4 separate regions of the Mus musculus genome follow, and regions 2, 3 and 4 are each linked to region 1. Evidence: chromatin contacts called from public promoter capture Hi-C data. All regions are on one chromosome and are shown on one strand. Each heading gives the region's core, a stretch centred on a gene start, on an enhancer-like site or on the middle of the called end of the contact. The rest is flanking DNA. Distances are from core to core; before and after follow the strand shown. Region 1 holds the start of Slfn3 (schlafen 3). Region 2 holds the start of Ccl2 (chemokine (C-C motif) ligand 2). Region 3 holds the start of Ccl11 (chemokine (C-C motif) ligand 11). Region 4 holds the start of 5530401A14Rik (RIKEN cDNA 5530401A14 gene).

The links. Promoter capture Hi-C pulls out the DNA fragments that hold promoters and counts their contacts.
Region 2: a contact with region 1 is called in a promoter capture Hi-C map of hippocampal neurons, with 6 times the contacts expected there. The contact joins the promoter of Ccl2 here to the promoter of Slfn3 in region 1. A contact is called at or near these places in 7 of 39 promoter capture datasets (frontonasal cranial neural crest, hippocampal neurons, liver and 3 more).
Region 3: a promoter capture Hi-C map of hippocampal neurons shows a contact between it and region 1, with 5 times the contacts expected there. The contact joins the promoter of Ccl11 here to the promoter of Slfn3 in region 1. A contact is called at or near these places in 3 of 39 promoter capture datasets (embryonic stem cells, hippocampal neurons and pre-B cells).
Region 4: a contact with region 1 is called in a promoter capture Hi-C map of liver, with 4 times the contacts expected there. The contact joins the promoter of 5530401A14Rik here to the promoter of Slfn3 in region 1. A contact is called at or near these places in 2 of 39 promoter capture datasets (hippocampal neurons and liver).

Annotation. Positions count from the first base shown.
Region 1 is chr11:83,189,929-83,192,628 of GRCm38.p6, forward strand. Slfn3 (schlafen 3) reads left to right here and starts at 1,402. Exons shown (of 3, transcript NM_011409.1): 1 at 1,402-1,480. Slfn4 (schlafen 4) reads left to right here. Exons shown (of 8, transcript NM_011410.3): 8 at 1-288.
Region 2 is chr11:82,034,153-82,036,852 of GRCm38.p6, forward strand. Ccl2 (chemokine (C-C motif) ligand 2) reads left to right here and starts at 1,425. Exons shown (of 3, transcript NM_011333.3): 1 at 1,425-1,585; 2 at 2,331-2,448. The coding sequence starts at 1,510.
Region 3 is chr11:82,056,545-82,059,244 of GRCm38.p6, forward strand. It overlaps Ccl11 (chemokine (C-C motif) ligand 11), which reads left to right and starts at 1,288. Exons shown (of 3, transcript NM_011330.3): 1 at 1,288-1,498. The coding sequence starts at 1,423.
Region 4 is chr11:81,859,295-81,861,994 of GRCm38.p6, forward strand. 5530401A14Rik (RIKEN cDNA 5530401A14 gene) reads left to right here and starts at 1,383. Exons shown (of 5, transcript NR_038010.1): 1 at 1,383-2,042. It also overlaps a transcript of Asic2 not described here.

The DNA.
Region 1 (2,700 bases), core at 152-2,651:
CAGTTCTGATAATGGGGGCTATGAGTTGGGTGTTCACAGGCCCCATTATCCTTAGCCATGTTCTGCTCTGATCTATTTCTTTATCAATACAATTCATCTTTAAAATATACTTCATTTTTTCATGTGCTCTGTCCTCAGATCTGTGTTTTTATGAATACAGTTCTTCTACTTGTATCTTTCTTCAACAAAGCTTCATTATTAACTGAGAAGTTATACATAAAAAAATTTGGATAACAAAGGTTCTGCCATTTTAATATTTCTAAAATAAATGATCTTAACAAAACGTCATCAAATTCTCTTAAAGAATTCTTATTGTTTTTCCAGGATAAGTTTTTCTGGCTTTGGGGTTTTAGTTGTTTTGAAGATTTGCGATTGTGGTTTTCAGAGTTATGGCCTAGACCTTTGAAGACCAAGGAAGTGAGAAGACACATTATCATAGCTGCATGAGCACCTCGTGACACCTGTCACAGTAGCTGGACTAGAGATCACCCTACCATTCTGCCTCCACACAACAGCCACTGGGGCTGAGACACATTAGAAACACTTGTTTCATGGAGGTGACATCAGTGTGAAGTCGTGAGAGTAGTGGGACACATCATGTATGACCTAGGAAGTTGTTGCACTCTCAAAGCTACGGGAACTCACGGGAGGATCATTGGCAGAGAGTTTCAACAAAAGCAGCAGCTGCCTGCCTAATGTCAGCCTCTTTGGGTATCAGGTCAGGAGCTGGATTAACATAGGAAAGTCAGAAGGAGGAACCCAAGTAAAGGATGACTGTAACAGTGTGGGGCAGAGACCTGGGTAGGGACATGAACTGGGAAAGAGCAATGGAGTCCTAGTAATGGCATGCTTGGCTGCAGAGTCAGGTTTTCAGGTCAACAGGACAAACCTTGGGGAAAGACTTAAGAGTGGGAGCCAGTGAAGTGATGGCTCAGTGGATGGAGGCAGCTCCCACCTTGCCTGAGGAGCCCAGCCCCAGGGATCTCTGTGCAGGAGAGAGAGAAAATTGACTCGAGCCAGTTGTCTTCTGACCTCCACATGGTGGTGTAGCTGTGAACACCCAGCCCCCCAGCTACACACAGATACTTTTATGACCTGCTAATTTTTTATAATGCTACATTTTAGGGACTGAAGCAAGTGTCCCACAGAGGTTTAGCCAGTCTGACTAGGAGAATGTAATGGACAGCACTCTGTTTCAGAGGCATCCTTGCATAATCCCTAGAGTGCCAGGCATCCTGGGGAATTCTCAGCTTAGCTGTGCAGCTAGACATTGGAACACTGATGACTGTGCAAGGTCCTTAGCCACTCTGATTTCTGCCTCCCACCCTCACCGGAGCTGGGCAGGAAGTGGATGACAGAACTTCCTGGGGGAGGGACTCTGGTAAAAGAAAGCAAAGGCGCGCCAAAAATGCCTGGGGCCTCGGAGATGAAAGACGGACCTGAACAGGAGCAGAGACACAGAGCTGGCCACACATGGAAGGTAATGCCAGGACTAATCGGGATGAACTAGAAAGTTGGTTGGGAATCTGCCCAGCTATAGGCTTAAGCTTTAAAATACCCAAAAGCCTCTGTGTCATCATTTGTACCGCTTCTGGGTCAGAAAGTCCTGCTATATAACTGAAATCACACAGGGGCCTCTTTAGAAGAAACTGACCAGTGCGGAAGGAACAATATCCTCAGATCATGGAGAGCAAGAGAAGGAAACACAGAAAATAATCATGAGGCCTGAGCGATGTTTTGAATATATCCGCTCCTGTAATTAGTCACCCTCCCTGAAGGCTGTCTAGAAAGGACAAGGCGACCAGCATGTGGTTTTAGTTTCTGCCACAATGCTCACATGAGTCCCTTCTGTATCGCCTGGCTGGCCCTCCCTTCCTCCACATCCAGGCTAACTTTAAAATCCAACCTGAAGGTTTTAAAAATCCAATTATAAGTTAGCCTATATATGAAATAGGGGGGGGGGGAGGAAACTTCATATTAAAAGCCCTGTATAAAATGCACTCTTTACTGCATTGAGTTTGGTCAAGAGTTTTCGTGGCTGCCCCCAGTTGGTTCTGGTTGGTAAGTAACGATGCCCACAGTCAATGCCTGGGCAGGGCAGACAAAGGGGGGACTTTTAGGATTTTCCTGCCAAGAAGCGAGAGGAAAGGAGCAGAGTTCAGCCATGCCAGAAGAGGTAGAGGACAGGAACCATGCCAGAAGAGGTTGAGGAAAGGAGCCTGCCTGAGCAGGTGTAGGACAGACTACCCAACCACAGTGGCCCCGTGAGGAAAGTTGCATTTATGTGATATAGGCCAAGTCACTGTAATGCCCCACCTTAGCCTTCCAACCAACCAACTCTTATTACTGTAAGGTTGGTTCTGTAGTTGTCATTTTAGCTGTCAGTGCCCTCTAGTGTTCAAACAGCAAAGGCAACTACAGCTTCCAAAGACCTCAAATAGAAAGTCCGAAGGAAAGTTGATGTGTTGTTGATGGCGATGTTTTTCCAATCTCATGAGCCTCTTTCTTATTAATTGGTATTAAATTGCACTGAATTAAGTGTTTCAATGTAATATTATCATCTGTGGAATGTCCTTTGGTCATGGGTTCCTCTTTACTCTCCCTTGTCCCTCCACCCACATGATAGACCTCTTCCTACATAAGTCTCCCTAGTGCTTTCATACCCTTTAAAAGCTATATGATGGGGCTGAAGGGATGGCT
Region 2 (2,700 bases), core at 175-2,674, 1.2 Mb before region 1:
GGTAATTAGGTTTTTGACAACTGACTATGCCTGGCTCCTGGTAAGCCATCACAATGCTGCTAAGGACCACTTGCCATGGAATAAACACAGCAGCTTGTTTGATAAAGCTTATTTCCTATCACAAATATATTAACTTCAGAACTGTTCTCTTCCAAGCATCCCCCCATTCCTTTACAGTCATTGTCTCCACGACTCTCTATGAAAGACAAATCTTGGGTACAACTCTGCCAATCAGGAAAGACTCAAAAGGATGCTACAGAGGAAGGAGGAAATCAAGATACCTGAGTGGAAGACTCCGCTCAGCCACTGGCACGCATGTGAGAGCGCCACTCTTTTTATCAAGAGTCTGCTGAAATGAATTCTAAGGGCTTTCAGATTTTATCGCTTTGATCACACTGTTTGTGAAGAAATCTAAACCTGGAAAGCTGAATTAAGCCAGACATTCCAGTTGGCTCACTCATGGTCCCTGGAAATCACGAAGGAAACAGGGCAGAGAGCTACCAGGAGTAGTAAACGCTAACACACAGGCTTCTAATTCATCATGACTTAACCAAAAGGCATGTTTCTCCATGGCCCGTTAGCTGTCTGTTAGTTTGAAGGTAATGTGATGATAGCCAGGCTGGAGCTACCTGGGTCCTGTTCCAGGGACTCTTAGGGCAGTTACCTACATGACCCTTCTGGACCTCAGCTGCCTGATCTGAGAATGGGGAGTAACAGCATCTACTTACCAGAGCTGGGGAAATTAGAGACTGCACTGTGAAGGGTTCCAACCACTCCTGGCCCAGAGTAAGCACTAGGTGAGTTTTATATAGAAATTTCTTCTGCACCATGAGCTCATGTATATGGCTTTCCAGGTCTGGACTTTTACAACTCAGACAGTTCATATCAATGTCACAAAGCTTCTTAGTGCTGCAAAATATCTGGTAACCACCAAGTGGAGAGAATGCTGTATTCAACAAGGCCTGATAACCAAGGACTCAGCCGACTTACTGGGGGTCCTTTCCCAGCTGCAAGGTTCCTTGAGCCAGGGGCAAGCTAGGCTGTGTTTCCAAGCATCTTCTTCCTAAGGACTTTAGGTTCCTTGGCCACTTCCTTTTATTTCAGTGAAAGCAGAGCCACTCCATTCACACTTGTGGTCACAGTAGTACAATTACTGCCAATTCTTCCCTCTTTCCCCCCCCCCCCCCCTACTCCCTGCGCAGCTTCATTTGCTCCCAGGAGTGGCTAGAAAAATACCAAATTCCAACCCACAGTTTCTCTCTTCCACTTCCTGGAAACACCCGAGGGCTCTGCACTTACTCAGCGGATTCAACTTCCACTTTCCATCACTTATCCAGGGTGATGCTACTCCTTGGCACCAAGCACCCTGCCTGACTCCACCCCCCTGGCTTACAATAAAAGGCTGCCTCAGAGCAGCCAGAAGTGCAGAGAGCCAGACGGGAGGAAGGCCAGCCCAGCACCAGCACCAGCCAACTCTCACTGAAGCCAGCTCTCTCTTCCTCCACCACCATGCAGGTCCCTGTCATGCTTCTGGGCCTGCTGTTCACAGTTGCCGGCTGGAGCATCCACGTGTTGGCTCAGCCAGGTGAGACCCCCCCAGCTCCCTTCCCAGCATATCACCCCATTTTTGAATTGTCGTGGATTGTGATAGCATAGTCTCACATGGTCAGGTACTTTTTTTTTTTTCTTTAACCAAGATAAGGAGCATAAAGAAGGAAGGACAAAGAGCCAACCCAATTACAAGATTGCTTCTGGAAAGCAACTAGAATTTTAATTGTTAGATCTAAATTTGGAATCACACCTTCATATAGTTCCTGTTCCAGTTACTTCCCTCAGTATTTGGGAACCTGGGTGATCAAACAGAGGCTTGGGTTGGTGCCTTTTTCCAGATAGAGGAGAAAGGGGAAGAGATCCAAGATCCGAGCTGTGTTTCACCCAGCCCTGCTTCCAGAGATAGCAGCTTAGCGGAGGTGGTTGGGATCAGAGATACTCATGATTTGATTTTTTTTTTTTTTTTTTTTTTTTTTTTTTTTTTGCAGCCTACAGTAATGTACTCAGGTAATCTTCTCAGGTCATAGTAATTTGACTTCTAACTCCCCCAAATGACAGTCCCCAGAGTCACATAGTTTTAATGGCATCCCTCTACCCAAGACTGTGAGCCTACTTTAAGCTGCAAATAACTGAGTCTGTTGTCAAAGATCACATCCCAGATCTGATGTATTGGCATTTATATCCCATCCTGCTGAAACTGCCTTCTCCCCGTGGTCCTTCTCTTCTCTAAGGTCAGAAGCATCTTTCCTGTCCTAATGTGCTTCTCTTTTACTCTCCAGATGCAGTTAACGCCCCACTCACCTGCTGCTACTCATTCACCAGCAAGATGATCCCAATGAGTAGGCTGGAGAGCTACAAGAGGATCACCAGCAGCAGGTGTCCCAAAGAAGCTGTAGTGTGAGTTACATACCCCGGCCCTCCCTGGTCCAAAGGTTTTTCCTTAAGAACAAGGGATGGTCCTCATATACTTATAGTCAGTCACACACTCAGATCCAATGGGGAAACCAAGGCCAAGAAGGCAAAGGCAGTTCTCAACAGCATTGTCTCTATGGCTGCTGTTCAGGCCCTTTCTACTCCACAAGCTTATCTTAGAAAACCTGCAGGAGAAGCAGGTCACTTTGAGTCCCCTTTTTCTACCTGCCCTCCCCC
Region 3 (2,700 bases), core at 38-2,537, 1.1 Mb before region 1:
CACCAGGCAATCATAGCAGGTTGCTATCAGCTGGTATTTTGGTTTTAAATATTTTAAATATTTGCCCAGTCCTGACTTTTTCCTTCATTTTAATCTACCATCTTCTAGATCAGTGAGGTATGAACATCAAATTCACTTAGGTGTTTGTACTGAAATAAAGATTCAAAAGGTCATGCTTTTGTTAGAGGGAGTTAAGGACAGTAGGAATTAGCTTATTTTTTTCTCTTTCCTTGCTTGTGGTGGTTGTTGTCTAGTCAGGGATGTCAGGGCTCTTGAAGTGCTGCACCAGGGGTTGAGAACAGCAAGCATGAGCAGAACAGCGAGAGGCTCCATACAAAAGCACAAAATAGACATGGCACGGAAGCACTACAAAGGCAGCAATGGGTTCTGAGTGAGATCGCTCCAGAGTCTCATGCTGTCATATTCCCTGGGTTTCCTTCAGAACGTCCAGCAAGTGGAGTTAGCCCATAGGGCAGGGGAATGTTGGGTAGATTCCTGTTTTGATTGGCAGGCTTAGGTTACCTAAGGCTTTACTTGCTGCATACTGTCCTTCCCCACAATGCACCGGAATTTCATCATATGTACATCCAATCACGCATGGGATGACAGAGAGAGTTTCCCCTAAACGTTCATTCTGGGAACATAGCTTGCCCATCCAAGCCAGATGCACTCCTCCTCCTAATTCCAGAATGCATACTGAGATGTCCTTGAATAACTTCTAACCAGTGAAAGTTGGGTGGGGTGCTAAGGAATTACCGGAGATTATTAGGGCAGAGAAACCAGTTTCCTGCATTCTTTGGACAAGGATGTATATGTAGCTTGGTACAGGTGGTGGTCCTGTATTGCCAACCACCTGGTGTGTATGTGTGTATGTGTGATCTGTCTGTTTGTCTGTCTGTCTGTGTGAAGCTCAAGCCAAGTGTGATCTTAGTTTTCTAAGCTGTCCCTACACCTGATGCTTCCCACAATGCTAAGTTCCTGGACACTAAGATTGTATGACCATTGAATTACATAAAAAGGGCAAGCATGACTATCATGCCCTGTTTTCTGAGAAGGGCTCTTCTGGGACTCCAAAACACCAGGTGAACAGGAACCAGGACTGGCTTCCACATGTCATCTCCTGGCTTCTTTGTTCCACTGCACAATGATCAGTCGCATTTCATAATCGCACAATCTCTTCAGTTTTCACTCCCATCCCTTAACAGATGCCAAGTCCCTCCCACGGTTTTGTGTTTCTTCTATTTGCTGTCTTTCCAGGATCTGAGAGTGTTCCACTGCTCAAGACCCCTCCTTCATGACCTTGTGCAGGCAGTTTTCTCTGGAAGCTTCCACCCACTCTGCTCCCTATAAAGCTAGTCGGGAGAGCCTACAGAGCCCAGAGGCTGAGATCCAAGCAGTAACTTCCATCTGTCTCCCTCCACCATGCAGAGCTCCACAGCGCTTCTATTCCTGCTGCTCACGGTCACTTCCTTCACCTCCCAGGTGCTGGCTCACCCAGGTAAGTCCCCTCTAATCTTTGAGGAAAGCCAGGCATTTCTCAGCCAAATAGCGAGACTCTTCAGAGACTTGCTGCTAACCCCACCATTCAAAGATGGGATAGAAACCCCAACCAGTAAAACAGCCAGAACTGATATTGGTCCACATTCATATTTCTCTTTCTGTCTCTTGTCTGTCTGTCTCTGTGTCTGTCTCTGTCTCCCACTCCCTCTTCCCCTTCCTTCTCCCATCCTTTCTCATGACTACTGAGGCAGGTGCTAAGTGCATCCACACAGTCAGCTTTCCTCACATTTCTGAGTATGACAAAGTGAGCATTTGGATAGTAATGAAATGGAAGGTCCTATTTTGGGGGAAGAGTTTCTGCAGGGCTCTAAGAGAGCAACAGTGACGAAGCAGGAGGTCCTGAGACACGCTCTCAAATGGGTGCATCTTTACTGTGTTTGAGAACCTGTTGTAGGTGTTTGCAAACTCATGCATGCTGCAGTCACAGCTAATCCAAATCAAATCAACAAGGGCCAACTCCTTGCCCATAGCAAACAATAATAACACATGGGCTCAGCTTCCGTGCTGTATACTCAGGTTCCCAGACTGCCTAGGAGAGCAAAGGTAAAAAGTGTCTGCTCTGCAGGCAACACGTGCAAGCTCAGAACTATCGCATGCCATTTCATCTTCTCCCATCCTGACCAAACTGGTTAAAACCTCCAGCCAACAAAAGATACAAGAGCATAACCTCACTTGTGTCCAGAAAGCAGAGAGAGTGGAGAATGTTTGATGACTGGCTCTGAGACTATCGCATTGCTGTGGTGCTCCTCTTAATGACAGCACTGGGGTATCAGAGTGGTGGGGCCTTTTCTAGCCCCTTCCTTCTGGCCTGGAGAAAACGATCTTTGATGATCATGTTTATGGTTTTGAATGAGTGATATTACTAGGTACATAGCAAGCCAGTGTTTAAAAAAGGAGGGGAAGGGGAAGGGGAAGGGAGAGGGAGAGGGAGAGGGAGAGGGAGAGGGAGAGGGAGAGGGAGAGGGAGAGGGAGAGGGAGAGGGAGAGGGAGAGGGAGAGGGAGAGGGAGAGGGAGAACAAAATATCAGCTCTAGTGCTCAAAATCTTCAGCCAAAATAGACTAGGGAAGTCCTTTTAAAGATGTCACCTGGGGTCCCCAGTGGATAGAGTCCCTCAGGTGAGGTTGGAGCTCATCACATC
Region 4 (2,700 bases), core at 133-2,632, 1.3 Mb before region 1:
CAACCCAGGACCACGTGCCTAGGAAATGGTGCCACCCACAGTGGGCAGGGCACTACTATTAATGAACAACCATAACAATCCCCTTACAGACAAGCACACAGGCCAATTTGAACTAGGCAATGCATCAACTGAGGGTTTTTCCTCAGGCAAATCTAGACTGTGTCATGTTGACTGTTAAAGGTCACTTCTCATAGTTCCTCTGAAACCTGTCTGTCCTTGTCTCCACTTAAGTCCTCAATGCAAGCTCACCTCTCGGACATTTCCCTTCTTCCCCAACTCCTTATCATTCTGCTTCCACTGTTTTCTTTCCTAAGGTATTCTTGACTCTTGGAATATAATTCCCTCCTTCCTTCCTCCTTCCATCTCTCTCTTCTTCCTCCCTTCCTGTTCATCATAGTTTTATTCAAAAGCTCACACACAGACCTGGCAGGCATGGCTGTGACTTATGTTTCCTCTCCAAACTTCAGGTCTTATTAATGTCTCAGAAGGATCCAGCCACGTGGCCTCTCAGGAGAACAAGGTTAAGTGCCATATAAAAGAAGCCTCATGGTGCATTTAGCTCCCCCACCCTTTCCCTTTCTTCTGCCTTCCAACATGGGAGAACACAGAGTGGCCTTCCCTAGCCAGAATTTACAGCCTGAAGACACCACCCCAGAATCAGAGAGTAGCCCTTACAAGACAGTGGGGCCTTCCAGGCCTTCCACCTTGGCTGTCCCAGCCTTCCAACCTCAGAACCATGAAGAGATATATTTCTGATGTTGGTAAACTATTCCATCTCTGGTATCTTCTTAGAGCAGCATACAAACTGAAACAGGCCCCAAAGACAAGCTCTTTAGCAGTTCAACATGAGCAGGTGAGGCTAGGGTGGGCACAAGGTTTAAAACAAGTCAATCAATATGTAATGTTTTATCCCTGTGATATAGAGATGTTATCTCACTCACCTGCCCTCAAAGCTCACGAGGCAGCCATTTCCTATTCCACAGACTACAACTGGATTTGAACCCAGGTTTGCCTCACCCTTAAATACTAGGTCAGCCCTTTCTGGGGTTTAAAAAGGAGCTCCAGAGACCATGGGCTGTACATGGGAAGGCATGAGGTAATCCAGTAAGCCTGGGCTGTCCAGTGTCTGGAGCTGCTTCTGTGACTCCCCAAGGAGCCTACTACAGTCTCTGCTCGCAGAAACAGCACCTAGCCCCTCCTGTTCCCAGCTTTGGCTGTTACCCTCCGCAGTTAGCAATTAATGAGGCAGAAAGGGTTAATTCTAGATTCCCTCCTGCATGCACAGATGGATTCCTAAGAATTCCCTCTCTGCCCCACCCCCCAATTAAAAGGGCTGAGCTTTGCCCCTTCTGTCTCTTTCTCTTAGGCAGAAGAGGCAGCACAGGGCTTGTGCAGCCTAGTTACTGTCAGTGACATTAGCAACTTTGGGCTGTTTGCTTTCCCTTTGCTTGCCTCCTGGCACTGAAACCTCATTAGGGCTCTGACAGAAAAGAGCTCATCAGTTGCCAGGAAGGCTACTCTGGGCTTCCACTGCCTGTTGCCTAGCAGGCTGACTGAGTATGTACACTGACCCCAGGTCTCCACTGGAAGCCAGCATCATCAAAGCTGATGTAATGTGAGCCAGAAGCCCTCAGCACCCCCTGGGTGTTCTTCCATCTTGCATGAGCCACCCGGAAAGAACAGCAGCTTGCTTGGGTTCTGTTTGAGGGTCTACTGGCAAAGGCACAGAGCCAATGAGGCTGGGGAAAGGTGGGGTGTTTAACCTACATAGGAAAAGCTTTTTCCTCAAGTACTGCAGTGCATTTCCTTTGCTTGATGAGTGGCAAGCAGGTCAAATGGGATGTCCCCCAGGCATCCAGTGGGCAGCACTTTGTTTTTACTCCAGTGAACTCTGCAGTCACATGGAAGAGGCTGCATAGCTCCAAAGAAGGACCTCTTATGCTTGACGAGGGTGTAGCCCCAGTTCCTAGGCCCTGTTCTACTCTGAATGGATCTAGGCCAGTGCAGAGCTGTCTTGGGACCTACAAGTCTTCATCAAGGAGGTAGGAAAATGGGTAGATGATTTCTGAGTTAAGTTGCTGCCCTGGAAACACACTTGAAAAATTTCGTAACTTTGCTTTATGTGTGTGTGTGTGTGTGTGTGTGTGTGTGTGTGTGTGTGTGTGTGTGTAAGCCAGGTGAAGATATCAAGTGGCCCAATCTATCATTCTTACTCCCTCTCTACCCATAATCCCTTGGGATAGGAGCTCTCACTGAACCCAGAGCTAGCTGGCAACCAGCAAGCCCAAGCCAGTCTCCTGACCCTGTCCCCAGAACCCCAGTACTTAGGGTTATAGAGGTATATGATCATGCCCATTTTTTTGGATTTTTTTTTGTTTTTAAACATGGGCACTGGGAATTAGAACTCAGATGCTCATGTCTGCACAGCAAGCTTTTAGGGCTAGGCCACTGGTCCTTCATCTTCTTCTCCCCAACAGCCCAGAGGCTCCTAAGAATCAGATGAATCCCATGAGCATTTACAGAGCACTCACCATGTCAGAGATCTGGGCATCAGGAAGTGCTACCTCCCCCTCCCCACATACACACCAATGTCAACCTCCCTAGATAGCCTTGTCGCCCCAATCAAGGCCTTTGCTCACATAAATGCCCACAAGTATGGGAATGCCCTGAGCCATTCTCACCTACAGCCTTGATGATAAG